Linked DNA regions of Xenopus laevis: region 2 is linked to region 1. The links are chromatin contacts, called in public Hi-C maps. All regions are on one chromosome and are shown on one strand. The core of a region is the stretch at or near the end of the contact, and the rest is flanking DNA. Distances in the headings are between cores, read along the strand shown. Region 1 overlaps ski.S (SKI proto-oncogene S homeolog). Region 2 holds the start of ski.S (SKI proto-oncogene S homeolog).

What was found. A called contact is a pair of places that touch in the nucleus more often than the background predicts.
Region 2: a contact with region 1 is called in a Hi-C map of animal cap, with 2.6 times the contacts expected there. The contact joins the promoter of ski.S here to the enhancer-like site in region 1. A contact is called at or near these places in 3 of 4 Hi-C or Micro-C datasets (the XL177 cell line, the XTC cell line and animal cap).

Annotation. Positions count from the first base shown.
Region 1 is chr7S:79,624,505-79,631,212 of Xenopus_laevis_v10.1, reverse strand. All of the region lies in intron 1 of ski.S (SKI proto-oncogene S homeolog), which reads left to right. Among protein-coding and RNA genes, the nearest start is that of ski.S, 40 kb to the left of the region's middle. Within about 2 kb of position 4,027, at least 3 of the 7 cell types and tissues checked have an H3K27ac peak or open chromatin away from gene starts, as enhancers often do. A contact at or near this core is called in animal cap, where this site is marked.
Region 2 is chr7S:79,664,890-79,671,597 of Xenopus_laevis_v10.1, reverse strand. It overlaps ski.S (SKI proto-oncogene S homeolog), which reads left to right and starts at 3,934. Exons shown (of 7, transcript NM_001087461.1): 1 at 3,934-5,349. The coding sequence starts at 4,426.

The DNA.
Region 1 (6,708 bases), core at 2,778-5,277:
ATTGTACTAAAATATTGCACTTTACTGGCTCATTTGAATAATGTCCAGCAAATCTAATTAGCTTTAAAGGGATCCTGTCATCGGAAAACATGTTGTTTTCAAAACGCATCAGTTAATAGTGCTACTCCAGCAGAATTATGCACTGAAATCCATTTCTCAAAAGAGCAAACAGATTTTTTAATATTCAATTTTGAAATCTGACATGGGACTAGACATTTTGTCAATTTCCCAGCTGCCCCTGGTCATGTGACAATATGTCTAGCCTCATGTCAGATTTCAAAATTGAATATAAAAAAATCTGTTTGCTCTTTTGAGAAATGGATTTCAGCGCAAAAATCTGCTGGAGCAGCACTATTAACTGATGCATTTTGAAAAAAAATAAATTTTCCCATGACAGTATCCCTTTAACCTTCTAACTGTCTGACTGAAGAATAGTGTTACATGAATAGGGATGCAGAGCAAGGACTATAGAAGTCAAAACAGAACTGATCAGACTGAAATTAAAAATGTTGTGTTTGCTTTCAAGGAACAACACCCTTGCTCTTCTAAAATGACCTTTTGGTGATCTATTATTAAAGACTGCAAATGCATTCTGTTCCCTCAACCGATATACTGTATATCCCTCCACTAACAGACGGACTACTTTAATTTTTGTATTGCTTAATCGTTTGTCCTTCTGCAAGTGTGTTGGGAAAAGCCACAGTGATTCATGGCCAGTGATCTTCCTAAAGCTGGCAATAGACGTTGGGATTTGAAAGGCAGAGACACATGCTCCGATATACGGAGAGATTTAGTCGCCTGGTGATAAATCTGCTCTTCGGAGTGACTAATCTCCCACCGAACTGCCTCCTGCCGGCTAGAATTTAAATCAACGGCACGGATCGCTTCTTTTTCCGGAGTCGCCTGAAGTTTCCCTGTGAGGTAACTTTGGGCGAGTTCAGAAAATGAAGCTCACCGATTGCCATCCCGCCAGCGATTTACATTATAGCCGACGGGAGGCAGTTCAGGGAGATTAGTCGCCTCTAAGAAGAGATTTGTCGATGGGTGACTAAATCTCCCTGAATCTTCCTGTGTCTCTGCCCTTAAAAGATCTTTGTTATGGTAAGACCAAGCTTATCTGGAAACGATTGGTTAAATGTATGATTTGCCCATCAACTTGAAAGATCTTTTCAAGCAATGTTGTCTAGTTGAGGCTAGGAAAACTGTGAGGGTAGCTGTCTGCTTGGCCCTGCAAACAATTGGACAATAGATAGATTTCACTGTGACCAATGAACATTTTCTAACCTGGCTGATCAATGTTCTGACCGATGTTGGACGGCAAATCATTGCACGATCGTTCGATTACCACTAACTTCACGATAATTTGACAGAATTGGTTGTTCGTGAGAGAAAAATCTCACCAGTTTAACAGAATTGATGCTGTTTGCTGGCTGTCTAGCATTTAATCTAATCAGAAAATGTTCCCACTTTATTTGTGTTAGAACCCATAACAAGTCTCTGTTTTTGGTTTCTGCTTGCATTCCCCCACCCCTCCCATATGCATCACAGAAGAACAGCATGCCTTTGCAATGCACTTTCTGTTATAATGGACAAGGGAGAAGTGGTAAAAGAAGTGTGGGCATGGTCATGCACTGCTTGTAAAGTTCAACGTGAAACCTCTGTATTAGAAAAGCAGAAGTAGGATGAGATGGAACTGCCCACCCACAGTTTTTATCTATATTTCCTGTGTTGCCCCTGACCGCGTCCCTGTGGGGTTAACATTAGAGTTGTGGAAAAAAAATAAAAGCGATACGGAGAAACTGAAAGTGTATTAGCTGGCCATGCTGTACTGCTGGTTAGCCATCTTTTTCATTTCTCTTCCTGTTAGATTGTGTATTGTGCTTTTTACCCCAGCCCCGACGTCCCTGCAGTGCCATTAACCAGGTCTTCAGAATATATGTATATTCCTGGGTGCATTATCTGCTTGGTGAGTGCTCTCCATCCAATTGAAAGATACTTGCCTAGTGTCTAAGAGGATCTGATTAATGTGCATTATAAATGACACACTACCTTCATCTCTGCATTATCTGACTCCAAGAACTAGCAGTGCTACTTTTTAATTCTCTTCCATCTGGCCAACTGGCTGTCAATTATGTTACATTTAACAGATCTGTGCTGCTGCTGTTCTAAGCAGTATTGCCTCCCATGTAAGGAGAAGCATGTTAAAGTAACAAATTTAGGCTATTGAGGGGGCAGATTTATCAAAATGTGCGAATAGAATTCACCAGACAAACTCACTCACTCATTCCTGTTGGGATTTTTAAAGGCCTATTTATCAAATGGTGAACGCCATTGATAAATACAATTCTAAAAATCCCATAATAATCAATAGAGTTCTATTCTCACATTTTGATAAATCTGCCTCATAATATCTGCTTGTAATCCTAGTTGTCCTGCCTGTGTATAAGGTTGGTGGTCAGGCTGCTAAAACTGGTGAATATTGGCTTGTAAAGATCTCCTGTACCAAATGTTGTGATGGACCCCCTTCTAGGTATTCTTATGGTTTAAGAAATGCAAATTTAGCGGTGATGCTTAGGGAGGATATACTTTTTTTCACCCTATGATTTGTGTACATGTTTAATGTTGTTTCATAATTTGTTGTACTCAAAATAAGACCATAAAACCAGTAAATAGCAACTTTTTTAAAGCAGCCCTTGTGTTTTTTCTCCTTGTGGAAGATCTTTCAGTCGGTGCTTTGTAACATGTCTGCATTGTGTAAAGTCAGATTCTAAGAACCAAGACCTGCAGAAATCTGACCTGTTCTTTTCTAGTGTATTTGTGACTGTATGCCATTCCACGATCTTTGTAGTACATCTTTTTACCACATTTCAGATAAAAGCACATCCATATGATGTATGTTTTGGCTATGTCTGCAGTTACTGAGGATCCTTGTTCCCTGCAGAACTGGGTGTCTTGGAAAAGGAGAACTAAAGCTTAACTAAAGAAGTAGGCTAGAAATGTTGTACATTGAGGTTTAGGCTTCTTTACCAGCCCAAGTCAACCACAGTCCTTTAGCAGGGAGAATCTGTGTCTCCAAAGATGCCCCAGTAGCTCCCCATCTTCTTTTCTGCTGATTCACTGCACATGCTGCTGTCACTTAATAAACTTAGGTACCCACTCTCGATATACAGTACCCATAAGACATAAATGTCACAATTTAAGGCTGATTAGTAATTAATACAGATAATTACTACATGACAGAACAGAAACCAGTGCAATTAGGATCAAAATGTAATAATCAGCCTTGTAGCATCCGCTTATATTACAGGCCAACCTCATTTTCTGCTGGATAATTTGCGACGACCCCTAAGCTTAGCTTCTCAACAGCTGCTCAGAGCTCACTGAGTGTCCCAGACACTTTCCAAGATGGTGTGACAAGTTTGAAGTCCTGGATCATTGCTGCTATTGAGAAGCTTTAGGCTGGTGCAATAAATGCAATATATAAAATAGGGTATTTTTAGCCATGTTCATTTTTAGGGTTTAGTTCTCCTTTAAGCCACGGCTGTAGTATTGCAGAGCTTGTAAAAAAAAAAAAAAAATCCTCCCATTTTACTTATCTCTTCGATCCTGCAGGATTTTTGGAAAAAGTGCAGATTGGTGGCATTGGTGTGCTAGAATCTCAGGTTATTTGTGAATGCATCCTTGAAACCTGCACTAGTCAACAGTTTCAGCTATCGTAACACAATGTAAGAGTAAAAGGAAATGGAGTGAAAAAAAAAAATACATCCAAAGTAGGATGGATATTAAGGCCCCCATATACTGCAAAATTTGCACTTGTTTTAATGGTCTTTCAAGCACGTTGGTCTGTGCTCAGGAAGAATGTGCCGTTTCAACTATTTTAGCTCTGCTCACATTGAAATTCCATTCTTCACCTTGCAGTAGCAGCGCTGTGCTACAGCTTTAAGAATTTGTGCATCATGAGTCGGCTCCAGGCGGCAGACCGTTCTGGCAGACTGTGGGGAGAGGAGAGGGAGGAGGCGTGTAGAGGTGGTGTAGAGGAGGGAGGGGGCACAGAGGACAGAACAGCCACAGTCTGGGCTTCCAGCCTCCTGGCTAGACTGCAGAAACTTATAATTGAGTTCCTGAGCTGTCCCTCCCCTCCCTGCAGCTCAGCTGAAAAACACCCTGGCTCACAGCCATGCCCTTTCGCAGTGACCTTGCCTGCAAATAGCAAGCAGGAATTTTTACAGACACTTTGCACTTGGGCTAGAAGAGGACTTTGGGAAGATGGCAGAAATCGCAGCAGGGGTAGAAGTGTCTTTTTTTTTTTTTTTTTTTTTAAACTTTGTTTTTTTTTGCCTTTTTAATCCTCAGAAAGTTTGCATTCTTAACTAGTACCAGATGTACATTCCTTTCGTTTATTGCACATTTTGAGTGCTACACATATCCAAAATAAAACTGCTTGTCCTTCAGACTCCCTGTCATTCATGCCCCTAAATTGCTATTTTGCTTCCCTTCCCATGATGCTCAGGGGGTCCGTGTTGAAAAATATGGAATAGATGATAAAGGCCATAAGTTTAGTGACTGTCTCATATAATATTCATGTGGCAGAGTGGATGTAGACCATTATGGAACTACCAATATGTGTCGATAACATCCTTCAATGGAATACTGGGTGCCAGAAACACAGTTGACATGAAGAAATGCATTCTTTTTTTTTTTTAAGTTTTCAAGTTTGGAACTTGATTTTCTGGTTTACGGATGTTTACTTTTTTTTTTTTTTTTTTTTTTTTTTTTCTTAAACAAGAAAAATGAATTTTTAGGGTTAGGCACATTACTACATCCCCACAAAAGTGACATATGCTTATTCAGATTTGGAAAAAGTGATGAAACTGGTAAAATCTCAAACCAAATCCACTTTTTATAGTTGTGATTTTCTTATATCTAAGGAAGCAATATACATTCAAGGAGTCTGTATATTGCCTTATTTTCTTCACGCAATGGAATTGTATCTTGAGTGAGAATATTCTGGAGCTGCGTGTAGCGGTCTCCTGCTCTGAAACATATGGTAGCCTGCCACCTGTTTTAAAAGCTGAGTGCAGCTATGCACACAGGGAAGTTTCAAATCTATTTCCCCTGATCCCTTCTAACTGCCACCTGCTCTGCTACTAAAACTGGCTAACCCTCAACGCTCCCCTGGTGGGGCACAAATAAGTACTGAGCTTTATGCAGCGAACGACACTATATAATGCACATTTTCTGCAATCTTAAAATGTGCAAAAAGTATTCTGTAAACAAGTTTGATAATAACCCTCAAAGTTTTGCTGCTCAGAGTCCTTTGTCAAAAGAAACACATTTCTTTACTTCTATTGTGTGGGCGTCTGTATCAGGCTTCCTGTTTTCATCTTAAACCTCCGGGGCTTGGGCTTGAGTATGCTCAGTTTGCTCCAATCCCTCCTCCCCTCACTGCTGTAATCTGAGCTCAGAGCAATGTGCGAGCACGGAGAGACTCGAGCAGGAAGTGATGTTGCACCAAGCTAATATGGCAGCTGCTATCCTAAACAGAGCTTCTAGAGTCGTTTACTCAAGTATAGAAAATCCTTCTAAAGAATAAAAATGATGTTCAAGCTTGCACTGTTATGGCTAATCTATTGGCAATAAACTGTCTTGGTAGCATTCCTTCTCCTTCTGACGAAGTGACCACTATAGTCACGAAACGCGTAGAGACATGCACTCCCCTGCCTTGTTTATCCATTTTTGATTTTTTCAAATATTTTTAAATGAGCTAATAAACGTGTATTTTATCTTTACCTTTACTGGTATATATCTATTCCACCAGTGAATGTGCCTTTAATCCAATTGTTTACTTCTCCTTTAAATAAAGATGTTTTCATTATACTAAAAGGAAATTAATTCTCTCTTTGCTGCAAAGAGTGGTTCTGATTATGCACTATTGTCTATTCAGTCAGAAAACAGTTATACATTTTCATCCATTTTAATTAGGGGTGCGCCAAAGCCATCATTTTTTATTTTGCCCGAAACCTTGAAATTTTTCTATTTGTTTCATTGTATTTTTCCCCCATCTATAGAATGTTCATTTTGCAGAGCCTTTCTCCGTTTCTTGGGGTATATCTTAGAGAAAGAGAGAGATGCTGATGTGGTTTTATGATTTTTATTATCATTAGGACTCATATGACTTATCCATGTAGACATACATGTAGTTCTCAGGTATTGCTTAATGAATGAGCTCAGTTAGTTTATTTTCAGAGAAAACTGAAATATATTCTTTTATGTTTGTTAAAAGGCCTTGCTATTAATCTTACATCTGATCAAATAAATGCTCTCTGCTCTGTGGATCCTGAGAGCAAAATCAGGGCCCAGAGTGAATTGCCTGCCAGCAGAGCATGACCCAGTAAATTATCTTCAAATCAGACAGCATTAAGCCATACTTATACTTACTGCCAATTGCATATTAGTGTCGCCCCTTCAAGAGCTGAGGCCATTTACAGATAAGGATAGATTAGTTCCCTCAGAGGAATATCATAGTCTGAACTGAGGTGTCAATAGCAATTTAGCAAAGACGCTAAATCAATATGAGAGCCGAGTGTTCTGCTCCCCTCCATTACTGAATGTATAGAAACATAGTAAAACATTCCCGCTCAGACAGCGCAATGTCATTTTCAATGCGAAATGAAGAAAACTCATTTCCTTGTGAGCTGCTGAATAATT
Region 2 (6,708 bases), core at 2,685-5,184, 40 kb before region 1:
AAAAAAAATTTCAGCTTCCCACCTGTAATTTGCATATGCAAATTAGGATTCGGTATTCGGCCGAATCTTTCGTGAAAATAGTGTATTTGGTGCATCCCTACAGAAATGTCTCCATGATGACATCTTTCATTCATATTGATAAATGATATATAAAGATCAGAAATGGTCTGCCTACATGGGCTTATGGGACACTGGACATTTTGCATCAGTTTCTCAGTTTGCCCAGAGAAAGACTTCAAGAGAAAGCAATTATATTTTTCAAAAACTTTCAAAACTCTAAGTTAAAGCTTAAATGCTTGAATTAGAGCTTTGTGGCAGAGGTCTATTATAACAGAGAATTCTGTCACTGAGGTCACTGATTCTACAATATCTGAAGCTCTGTTGTTGGCATCATTGAAGACTTTCCTTCACTGATTTAAACAGATGTTGCCAGCATTTATAGGGGATCTCCAACCAAATATTGTTTATAGCAATCCGTATGACGTTTATAGGGGATCTCCACCCAAATATTTTTTTTAGCAATCAGTATGGAGTTATTAGAAATATCCAATGGTTGTTACGGCAATGGCAGAGGGAGATCACCTCTTCTGCAGCCAACTGTGTGTCTGAAAACACTGTATAAAAACACTTTACTGCCATGTTCTGGCTTAATCCTGGGGATCTTGTAGATCATTAGCTCTTTACCTCTTGAATCAGTTATTGTTTTTTTAATGTAATCTGCATGTTCAGTGTACACACCCATTTATTGTACAATACTGCAGAATATGTTAATATGTTATAAATGTGTTAATAATAACAATAATAATCATCTTTACATGGTGATCTGTGTGTTGTATCTTCCTGAGGATGCAAACTGCAATACCACCACTTGTTCACTATCTAAACCTGAGCTCCAGGCTGAACTGAATTACAACCCTTAGGGCAATGCCCACAGGACAAAAAAAAAAAAAAGTCTTCTACCTTCCTTTAAATTAACATTGGAATTGTCACATCCCATTCCCAGTACAGTCACATTACACATGAAATCCTAAATGGGAGTGTCTTTTCAAAATACAGCTTTGGGAACTGTTATCGAGAATTCTCGAGACCTGGAGTTTTCTGGATAAGTGATCTTTTTGTAATTTGGGTTTCCATACCTTAAATCTGCTAATAGAAAATGTATAAACTCATTAAACCTAATAGGATTTTTGGCCTCCAATTAGGATTGATGATATCGTTATTTGGATCAAGTACAATTTATGGTTTTATTAATACAGAGAAACAGGAAATAATTTTTAAAAATGTAAATTATTTGATTAAAATAAAGTCTATGGGAAATTACCTTCCAGTAATTCAGAGCTTTCTGGATAACGGGTCTCCATATAACAAATTGTACTTGAGCTTAGCGATGCACCGAATCCACTATTTGGGATTCGCTCGAATCCCCCGTGAAAGATTCGGCCGAATACCGATTTTGCATATGCAAATTAAGGGACGGAAAGGAAAAAGTGGGGAAACAATATTTGACTTCCTTATTTTGTGATGAAAACTCATGTGGCTTTTCTTCCCGCCCCTAAATTGCATATGCAAATTCGGATTCAGTTCGGCCAGGCGCAAGGATTCGGCCGGATCCGAATCCTGCTGATAAAAGGCTGAATCCTGACCGAATCCCGAACCGAATCCTGGATTTGGTGCATCCCTACTTGCAATGATTCAAATTGTATCCTATAGGAAGGTATTTTGTGATGTTTATTTTCACCAGTGGGCAATGAAAAGCCCCATGTGCCATTGCCCTTAATGTCATGCAGGTCCGGACTGAGAATTAAAATAGGCCCTGGCATTTCAGGTACACAGAGGCCCAATCAGCCCACATAGAGGCCCAAACAGCCCCCACCAGCCCACTAAATACTCACTTTCTATGGGACCTTACAGCAGCCCCTCTGGCATTTGCCAGAACCCACAGATTGCCAGTCCGGGCCTGATGTCATGTGACTTTAAAGTGCCAGACATCTTTCACATGAGTATTTTTATACATCCTTAGGGCCTTGCATGTTCTGGCGCCATGCATTTTCTAGCACATGGCTGGACACTGTGTGGTACTGAGAAAAGGCAAACTGGCACACAAGATGTGAATGCAGGTGAAAACCTTGCAAAATGTTTATTACCGGAAGTGCAACGTTTCGGGTCAAGCAATGCTTGACAAAGGGGCTTGCCCCGAAACGTTGCACTTCCGGTAATAAAAATTTTGCAAGGTTTTCACCTGCATTCACATCTTGTGTGCCAGTGTGCCTTTTCTCAGTATCTGATTTGAGGTTGCCGGTTACCTCTATCACTGAGCACCAAGTGAATTTGGATTTATCTGCACAGACAGGTGTGCGTGAGCAATCACCAATTTGACACTGTGTGGCCCTGCATTTGCCACCTATACAATTAAGCTGGCCATAGACGCAAAGATCTGATCGTACAAATCGAGGATTCGTACGATTTTCGGACCGTGTGTGGAGAGTCCCGACATTTTTCGTCCGGCGGAGATTGGTCGTTTGGTCGATCGGACAGGTTAGAAAAGTTCTGTCGGCTGCCGATAATATCTCTGCATGTATTGCCGATTGTACGATTTTCAGTGGGAGACTGTCACTAGCTTTGTCAGACATAAATTTTAAAATGGTAAGACTTTGATCTGAATGGTTAGTGTCAGGTCGGGAGATGGGAAAGTCCGATCGTACGTTGATTCGTACGATTGGATCTTTGCGTCTGTGGCCAGTTTTATCCAGGTATGGAATCTGTTGTCTGGGAACCCATTATCCAGACAGCTCTATATTATGGGAAAGCTGTCTCCAGGGATGGCGCTCCGAGCATTTTGTTTTCTAAATTCGCCCGAAGTTGCCTCGTAAGGAAACTTTGGACGACTTTGAAAAATGAAGTGCTCTGAGTGCCATCCCGCCAGTGATTTCGATTCTAGCCACTGGAGGCAGGCAGATCGGGAAGATTAGTCACCCAGTTGGAATCGTTCGATTTGAAGTCCTAGTCGAAGAAGCCAATTCGATGGTCGAAGTAGTTAAAAAAAAAAACTTCGAAATTCGAAGTATTTTTTATTCTATTCCTTCACTCGAGCTAAGTAAATGTGCCCCTAAGTATTAATTTCTTCTTCTCCTCACTCAAACTCTATTCTCCTAGTCTCTTTTCTTTACATACTATAAACTATTATTCCATCTATTTCGCCTCTTCATTTTCATAGAAATAGGGAATGGCCATGAAATATGTGAAATATTTAGAAGCAGGAGGGTCCGCTGACACCTGGGCGCACCGCGAGTTTTCCTGGTATCCCTGTGGGCCAGTCCGACACTGATTCTGGATAACAGATCCCATACCTTTAATTGAACTAGGCTTCTGGAAACAAGAAAAATTGCTTTATAAATTTGTATCTTGAAACAAAATATATTTTTTGCCTGAAATTGTAAATGACACAGCTAAATAAGCACTGTACATGCATATAATAGGGAAAAGACAGCATTTTGTGGCATATGTGAGAAATATCTTTTTACCTTTTGCTTAGCGAGACTCCCATGTGCCGTCAGTCTGTGTTTACTGGAAGGAGAAAACAAAAACACCCTTCCGCTTTTTAAAGCCGGCGGTTTCACGCACGAGAACCACAAGTTTTATTTTGCCTTCGACAGACAAGTTTTTTTTTCCGCTTTGCAGTAGAAAAAAAAAAAAGAAGAGGCAGCGGCATGAGGAGGAGGTAGAGGGAGGGGGTGGAGGTTGTTCCTGGAAGAGCCACAGCCTGGGGAGTTGGTCACATTCTTGGCTGGGATTCAATGACTGAGGCAGACACCAACAAACAGAGAGAAAGGGGGCGGAGAAGGGAGAGGAAAGAGGGAGGGAGTGCAGAGCGCAGACACAGTGCAGAGCCATTCAAGCAGTGAGCAGCACCGGGAAGGAGGCATCAGTGTGTGTCTGGGAGCCCCGCTCTCCCCATAACCTCCAGCAGCGCAACATGACGGGCAACTCGTGAGGCCGAGCCGTAACTTCCCACAAACGCCCCCACCTCCCCCGCTTTGTACTGAGGGAAAGTTCAGGCGCATTTGTGCCTCCTCAGCGGAAAGTGCCATTAGTGGGACTGAGTGAGTGCGACGCTATGGGCACGAGGAGCCGCCGCCGCGCATCTCTGGCCTGAGCCCTGACACTTCTCTGGCCTGAGCCCTGACACTTCTCTGGCCTGAGCCCTGACACTTCGGGAAGGGGAGCGGGAGGTCCCGGCTGGATGCGGCGCTGTGAGTGTCGAGGAGGAGGCCGGGAGAGAGTGGGCAGTCACACGGGTGTATGGAGTGACAGCGTTTACTGTGTAAAGCCTAAAGACATCGTCGAGTGATTGAGCTGCGCGGAGCGTGTCCCTGTGTGAGTGAGTCAGTGAGTGAGTTAGTGCTGCTGTTGCCGCCGCCGGGAGCTATGGAGACCGTGAGCCGCAGCAGTTTCCAGCCCCACGCCGGGCTCCAGAAGACCCTGGAACAGTTTCACCTGAGCTCTATGAGTTCTCTGGGCGGTCCGGCCGCCTTCTCCGCCCGCTGGACTCAGGACTTGTACAAGAAGGAGTGCGGCAAGGAGCCCCCGGAGCCCATACTCCACCTGCCCAGCCAGCCGCCTCCGGTCATCCCCGGGGGTCCCCTATTTATGCCGTCGGACCGTTCCACTGAGAGGTGTGAGACTATTCTGGAGGGGGAGACCATCTCTTGCTTTGTGGTGGGGGGCGAGAAGCGACTGTGTCTCCCTCAGATCCTCAACTCGGTGCTGCGGGATTTCAGCCTTCAGCAGATCAACGCCGTGTGCGACGAGTTGCACGTGTATTGCTCCCGCTGCACGGCCGACCAGCTGGAGATCCTGAAGGTGATGGGGATCCTGCCCTTCTCCGCGCCCTCCTGTGGCCTCATCACCAAGACGGACGCCGAGCGCCTGTGCAACGCCCTGATGTACGGGGGGAGCTACCCGCCCCGCTGCGCCAAGAAGAGCGACTTCCCGCCGGGACCTTTAGAGCTGGAGCTGACCGAGGGCAGTTTCAAGGTGTATCACGAGTGCTTCGGAAAGTGTCGGGGCCTGTTCGTGCCCGAGCTGTACGGACACCCCAGCGCCCCCTGTATCCAGTGCTTGGACTGTCGCCTCATGTACCCGCCGCACAAGTTCGTGGTGCACTCGCATAAGGCGCTGGAGAACCGGACTTGCCACTGGGGCTTCGACTCGGCCAACTGGAGGGCCTACATCTTACTGGCCCGGGATGGGGTCGGGGGAGACGATGAGCTGGCCAGGCTGGGTCGGCTGCTGGAGGAGATCAAGGAGAAGTTCGACTACAGCAACAAGTACAAGAGGAAAGCAGCCAGGGTGAGTGCAAGAGACCTGTCCTACTTACTTGTCCTCTTTATTACAGAGACATTCAGCTTTTACAGCAGCAATTACTCCCATACAAAATTCCCTATTCGAAAAACTTCAATTGCTTTGCCTCAGGAGCTCTAGAGTTAATACAACCTTACCTTTACCTTGCTGAGGCTCATGGGAGTTGCAGGGACAACTTTTCTTTGCTTTCAATAAGGAGATGTCTTGAATTTGTGGCCTGCGGCCTTTCAGCTGTTGGTGGGGTGCAACTACTTTTTCTATTACATGTACTGAACTATTGCCATATCTGATTTATTACTGTGCCCTTGCTTTAACTTTCTACCCTCCTAAGCAACAGTATTTTGTACAGGAAGTATTGTAGATGTCAAGTGCTGCTGTATAGTAGACAAGAAGCAAAGCACACTGCCTGGATAAAAAAAAAAAAAAATATATATATATATTTATTCATGTTCCTGGCATTTGCCAGCTGAATTGTTGATTGCCAATACTGTATGTCCCTGTTTATCAGCTGTTGGTGAGATGAAGACAAAACCTACATACAGAGTAGAACAGGGATCACACATACTACAGCTAGTATCTGTTCCTTTAATTGAGACAAGGACCTCTATGGCCAAGCATGGGAAGGCAATAAGAAGGCAGGGAAGAGAACATCGCCCTGTAAGTGGCATTTAAAGTGACCTGGTGGTAACCCTGCTTCAAGTTCACCGCTGACGACACTTAGTGCTCTTTATAGCTGCGTCTCTTGGTTACAGCAGTCTATGGAGATAAGTCGCACATTTGCAGCTCTGCCCATTTTGTATGTGTGTACTAAACAGGTGCAGGCGATTTACGTCCCCCCCCCCCATCTCTGTGCCTGTCTGTGTAGCTTTAAAGGTGTCAACTTCGACTTCAAGTGCAGACGAGTCGTTTTATGGGCAGCCATCCTCTTACCTTGATCTTTGTACTCTTTGGGTTCTCTTGGAGATGTCGGCTTGTATTTTATTTTTAGAACAAATGCTTCCTTCCCTCTAGGCTGTAGCCTAGGTGCTTGGATAAAAAAAAAAATCATACTATATTTGGGTTTATTGCAATTAATCTTTACGTGTTGGATAATTAATTCCTTCCAGGAATGTCGGTGTGTATATATTATGTGTTGCCCTGTGTTCTGCAGACTCGGCACCAGGCTGGTGGTGATGTGCCTGTGTGTGTAGGTGGTGTGTACATAACTGTATCATTCACATGCAATGCATGCCACCCAGACTGGCCGTCCAGACTGTAGCGGTTTATTTTAGGCGTCTGAACTGAGCCATCTGTGGATGCCAGTGTGTAAAGCAAGTTGGTATCTGGCATCGATCCTTCTCTGTGGGT